Regions from separate parts of the Mus musculus genome. Here region 1 is linked to region 2. A link is a contact called in public promoter capture Hi-C data. All regions are on one chromosome and are shown on one strand. The core of a region is the stretch at or near the end of the contact, and the rest is flanking DNA. Distances in the headings are between cores, read along the strand shown. Region 1 has its middle 6.0 kb from the start of Gm39375. Region 2 has its middle 41 kb from the start of Klhl31.

Region 1 (2,712 bases), core at 105-2,604, 410 kb before region 2:
ATTATGTAAAGCACACAGTAAAAAGAGGGTTGACAGAAAAAAATAAAATAAAATAAACCCAAACAACAACAAAAACCCAAGCTGAACCAACCAACCAATCAACCAACCAACCAACCAACCAACCAACCAACCAACCAACCAACCAAAACCAACCAAACAAGAGGGCTGGAGAGATGGCTCTGAGGGTAAGATCACTGGCTGCTCTGGCCGAGGAGCCAGGTTCAGTTCTCAGCACCCACATGGCGGCTTACAGAGTCTGTAACTTCAATTCCAAGAGATGAAACACTCTCTTCTGGCCTCCGCAGGCAATGCACACACAGTGCCCAGTCATCTACGCAGGCAAAACGCACCTAGACACGCAGAGAAACAAAAATCCTAAGCAAAGAGCTAAACTGCAACAGGCATACACACCCTAGTTACCAGAGGCAGCACTGCTTAGCCAGGTGAAGGAGCCAGAGCAAGCAGTAAAGTATTATGGGATAGTCATAGTCTTTTTCTCTCAGAACTAAAACACTTAAACCACAGTGTGAAAAACAATATATTAGCATTCCTTAAACTGGTTTAAAGACTTGGTTTAATGATTTTTAACAAGAAAGATTCATGTTTATTATTATTATTATTATTATTATTATTATTATTATTATTATGCATGTGTGAACCCAGAACTTCTTCAAGAACTTGACCATTGAAACTTTCCAGCCTCATCTGCTTGATTTTCATGAAGGGCTGGGGCAGAGCATACAAAAAGCTCCACACAGAGATGTGGCCACACAGAGAATCTGGAGTTTAAGTTGAGGAAAAAGGAACACGACATCTACATCCAAGGAAGAATAGATCTGGTCTACAGAGTGAGTTCCAGGACAGCCAGAGCTATACAGAGAAACCCTGTCTCAAAAAACAAACAAACAAACAAACAAAAACACAACAAAAAACAAAACAAAACAAAACAAAAAAACAAACAACAACAACAAAAAAAACCCAAACAAACAACCAAACAAAAACAAGCAAACAATCAAAAGAATAGATTTGGGACCGTGATTTTATTGACCATTTGAGGATCGATACAAGAGGCAAGAACCAGATGCTAGGGGAAGGTCCCAAGTGAGCATGCTTCCAGGACTTCACCGTCTTGGCTGACCAGCGTCCTTGGGTGGATATGCTGTTTACCTAGAGGGTTCTCGGCGTCTCTGGACACCACCCACCTAGCCCTGGGAAGCATCTTGTGTCCAGGCTGTGCCATTCCAAACTGTCCCGGGCTAGCAGAGGAATTCAGCAAAATTGCTGCCCTTAAGAGTCTCCTGTACCGTCAACGAACAGGCCAGGCCAGGCCAGGGGAACACTGGCCAGAAGGTGGAGCCCACGAGCCTGGTGAAGTGCGGAGGTGGCAGTAGCTAAGGCTCAGTTCCAAGGCCTTTGCTGGGGGATTGGCAAGGCGCCATTAGGAATATAGCGTTGGTTTGCTCTCTTGGGTATCCAGGGCAGCTCAAGGTCGGGAGTATTCCAGGACAGTGTGTTGAGGCTTGCGCTGTGGGTGGCTGCTATCTGTTCCACCAGCACAGATTTCCAAAGGCAGGGTCACTTGGGCAGGTGATAAGCTTGTTTGTGGTTTAAACAGTTTGGGACCTATTCGCTTACATGGTTGTTGTGCTTCATCTAGGTTAACTGCCTTAACTGCCTGTCCTCCTAACCCTTGAGTTGCAAAGAATGGAAAGAGGACAGCGGAGAGACAGGGAAGCAAGCGGACCGTCTCCAGCCTGTGCGCCTGACTCAGTAGACTGCGGCGCTGGCTCATCCTGGGAGCGCAGAGGGAATGTCAGCCTCACACAGCCTGGCACCTTGTGCAGTGACACCTTCAGGGTTTGTGGGGACAAGCCGCCTGCCAGACACACGGCTTATTATAAGTCAGATGATACAAGTTTACATATGAATATGAACACAGGCAGCTTGAACAAGCCCAGTGAGGCTAATGAACTTCCTGATTGGCAAAATTAGAACTCTGATGCAAAGCATGGTTAGGATATGAAGGTCTTGGGTTCTGAAGGGAGGAAAGTCACTCTGGTAGGTAAGAGAGGTGAAACTCGGTGGCCTCGGTGGCTGACAAATTTAGGGTGCAGACGGAGGGAATTCGAAGAGCCATGCTCATACTGCGTTTGTGGTCACAATAAACAAAAACCAGTAAGCTAAAGAAATAACTGGACTATATGATGTTTATTAGACTATCTCAAACCCAGAAATGAATACACTATCTATCTATCTATCTATCTATCTATCTATCTATCTATCTATCATCTATCTATCTATCTATCTATCTATCTATCTATCTATCAGTTTGCATATGATATGGTGTCATTAAGACAAACTATTACCAAATAATATCTTGGGCTACAAAGATAGCTCAGTGGTTAAGAGCACTGGCTGCTCTTGCAGGGACCCAGATTCAAGTTCCCCAGCATCTTCGGGGCAGCTTGCAACCGTCCATAACTGTAGTTCCAAAGGGTCTAATGCCCTCTTCTGGCCCCCGCAGGTACTGCACACATGTCCCTCTAGAGTGGTCCAGCTTTTCTTAAGCTTTTGTTACTTATGTGTGTGTGCATGTGCTGGTGTGTGCATGTCACAGCACACATGCAGAAGTCAGAGCACAACCCACAGGAGTAAGTCCTATTCCTCCACCATGGGGGCCTAGGGTTCAAAATCAGGTTGTCTGAGCTGGTG
Region 2 (2,700 bases), core at 56-2,555:
GACTTAACCTGCTTCTTCTCGCCATAACTTACAGCGCCCCTAGTGGGGAAAATGTCCTAGGAAATTGAAGCAGCCTGCCCTGCCCCCTAGTGGCGATAGCCTAGAAGAACATCTGTAAAGACTAGCTGGGAATTATCGCGAGTTTCTCAACCTACCCTGTCATTTTACCTTTAGTTTGGTATATATATTCACACACGCACACACACATGAGAAGCTGTGTGTTTGAGAAAAGGCTTGTTGCCATTCTAATGGGGTTAAATTTTCTAATAATGTTCCACATTCTACTTGACATGAGTTCTTTTCCTGTCCTAGATTTCCCACCCCTGGTGCTAGCACACCTGGGCAAAATGGGGCTCTGTAGTTTCCAACACTGTAGTCTCTCGGAGCAAATGCTCAAATAAAATTCTATAGTAATGATCTAACAGCAAAGTAGCCTGCTATGGTCCCCGAGTTTAATCAGGCTTACTTATAGAAAGTTCTTTTAGCGTCTGCGTTTCACTGATACTGATTGGAATGGTGGTGACATTTGCATCTTATACAATTATTTCGTGATTGGCTCCTCCATACTGCCGACACACTGGAATGCTGTTGCCAGGAAAGACTGTCAAACTCAAAGATTACCCATCCCGGCAGCTTTTTGGAATTTACCTCCTGTCACCTGTAATCTGCTGATAAGACAAAGAGACATTCTGATGTCTTTTTTTTTTTTTAATTTTAGTTTTATTTTAAATTTATTTTTTACACTCCATATTCCATTCCCCGGCCCCCATCCACCCACCCACCCACCCTCCGACTGATGTCTTTTTAAATATATGGGGGGGGGGCAGGGGACTGGAAAGCAAAGAGCACCGCATCCACAGAGAGGTAGAGTGGTCCTATTGCCTGGTAACAGTGCTGTTCTTTGGTGACGACATTTTTCTTTGTGTTTGTTTTGCAAGTTGCAACTGTCTTCAAACTGCAGTCACATTTTGAGACCCAATAATATGGTTGGCAGCGTAATTTGTAGTTACAGGGTCTTTTACAAAATGATGATATTTAAGATTATCACGCAATTAGGGCAAAGGAAAATAGTGCTCATTCTCCGAGCTGAGGATGGGCTGCGAGTCTGGGTTCTAATTAACCCAGCAGTTGATTCACTGTTGTTTCTGTAGCTTGGGAAAGTGATCATGACAGTCTATATTCCCAAGCTGGCCTGATAAAATGTATGCCTGTTTACTGGATTCTGTTTGCCTCGCACACAGCTGGGAGAGAACATGTTTTTCTCCCCCAATAAATGTGTACAGCACCGCCCCTGGAATTATGCAAGTTTCCGCAGATAAAAGCAACCAGCCAGGCATTTTGAACAAGCACAGAACAAGTACAAATAGCAGTGAGGCTTAAGAGAGAAAGCGCTATTTCCAGTGCTAGGTAACAATAGACGCATTAAGAGCCCTGGCGAGCTAGAAGCAGGATAGGCGGGACGAGAGACCTCTTGCTCCACATTGTGCCTTCTGTTTGTGGAGTTAAGGCTTTAACTCCAATGCTAATATGGAAAAGAAGTCTGCTTGGGAACTGCAGGTTTCTGCCTTGTTCCAGGCAACCAGAGATTAAAAAGAGTTGTGAATTCCCTTCCTGGTATAGCTGTGGAGCTGCAGAGCCCTATGAAAAGAACCAAAAGGGGTTTGTTAACTGAGAGAGGCAGAGATAGAGAGACAGAGAAAGACAGAGAGTGACAGAGAGACTGAGACAGAGGGACAGAGACAGGGACAAAGAGAGACAGACAGGGAAAGGGAGAGAGACAGAGACAGTCAGAAAGTGGGGAGAGTGAGAGGCAGGGAGAGAGGGAAAGAGGAGGGGGGAGAATGCATAGCATTTGAAACCTCAAAACCCACCCTCCGTGATATACTTCCTCCAGCAAGTTCATAGCTCTTAAACCTACTCCAGTGTCACAAACTGGGGACCAAGTATTCAGAAGCTTGAAACTATGGAGACATCTTATTAAGCCACCACAGTCTGGTAATTGCTATTTAGTGCTTCATGTAGGGTTGGGTTCTCTTGGGCTCTTCTTGTCCATGATGAAATACAGATGAATGGATAGTGTTACACAGACACACACACACACAGACACACACACACACAGACACACACACACACACCATGCACCATGGATAAACAGATTTGATCTTACTTATACCATTTAGCACTTTTTAACTTTCTGAATCTGTTAAGTCAAGCTTTTAAAAAACTTGTAAAGCAAGTCGGGTGTGGTGGCATACGCCTTTAATCCCAGCACTCGGGAGGCAGAGGCAGGCAGATTTCTGAGTTCGAGGCCAGCCTGGTCTACAAAGTGAGTTCCAGGATAGCCAGGGCTTAGTCATATTATATTCAAATATCGACATCCCCTTATATTATCTGTCTGGGGCATCTCTCAGGCATCCTTTCCATCTTGGTCCCTGAATAATCTTTTAGTTAGCTAATACTCACTTTGTTCTTCCTTATATACCTGTTGAGTGTCCACAAATGCGTATTTCATTTATCAGCATTGTATTGGGCTATTTTCTGCAGTTCTGTTTTTCCTAATTTTTATTGTTTTATGTGCTTAGTCATTTTAGACTATTCAGTAGATACCTGACTGACCTGAAATTCCCAGACATTCATACATTCTGCCATGCTAGTGTGTGTGTGTGTGTGTGTGTGTGTGTGTGTGTGTGTGTGTGTGTG

The links. Promoter capture Hi-C pulls out the DNA fragments that hold promoters and counts their contacts.
Region 1: a promoter capture Hi-C map of hippocampal neurons shows a contact between it and region 2, with 1.8 times the contacts expected there. The contact joins two enhancer-like sites. A contact is called at or near these places in 7 of 39 promoter capture datasets (the 3T3-L1 cell line, embryonic stem cells, hippocampal neurons and 3 more), 1 of 15 datasets of contacts at CTCF or cohesin (large pre-B cells), 8 of 484 Hi-C or Micro-C datasets (the AML12 cell line, the G1E-ER4 cell line, colorectal tumor organoids and 5 more) and 1 of 115 datasets of contacts at active chromatin or transcription factors (astrocytes).

Annotation. Positions count from the first base shown.
Region 1 is chr9:78,005,488-78,008,199 of GRCm38.p6, reverse strand. It overlaps a transcript of Gm34829 not described here. Among named protein-coding and RNA genes, the nearest start is that of Gm39375, 6.0 kb to the left of the region's middle. Within about 2 kb of position 1,354, at least 44 of the 459 cell types and tissues checked have an H3K27ac peak or open chromatin away from gene starts, as enhancers often do. A contact at or near this core is called in hippocampal neurons, where this site is marked.
Region 2 is chr9:77,593,921-77,596,620 of GRCm38.p6, reverse strand. No RefSeq gene overlaps it. Among named protein-coding and RNA genes, the nearest start is that of Klhl31, 41 kb to the left of the region's middle. Within about 2 kb of position 1,305, at least 21 of the 459 cell types and tissues checked have an H3K27ac peak or open chromatin away from gene starts, as enhancers often do. A contact at or near this core is called in hippocampal neurons, where this site is marked.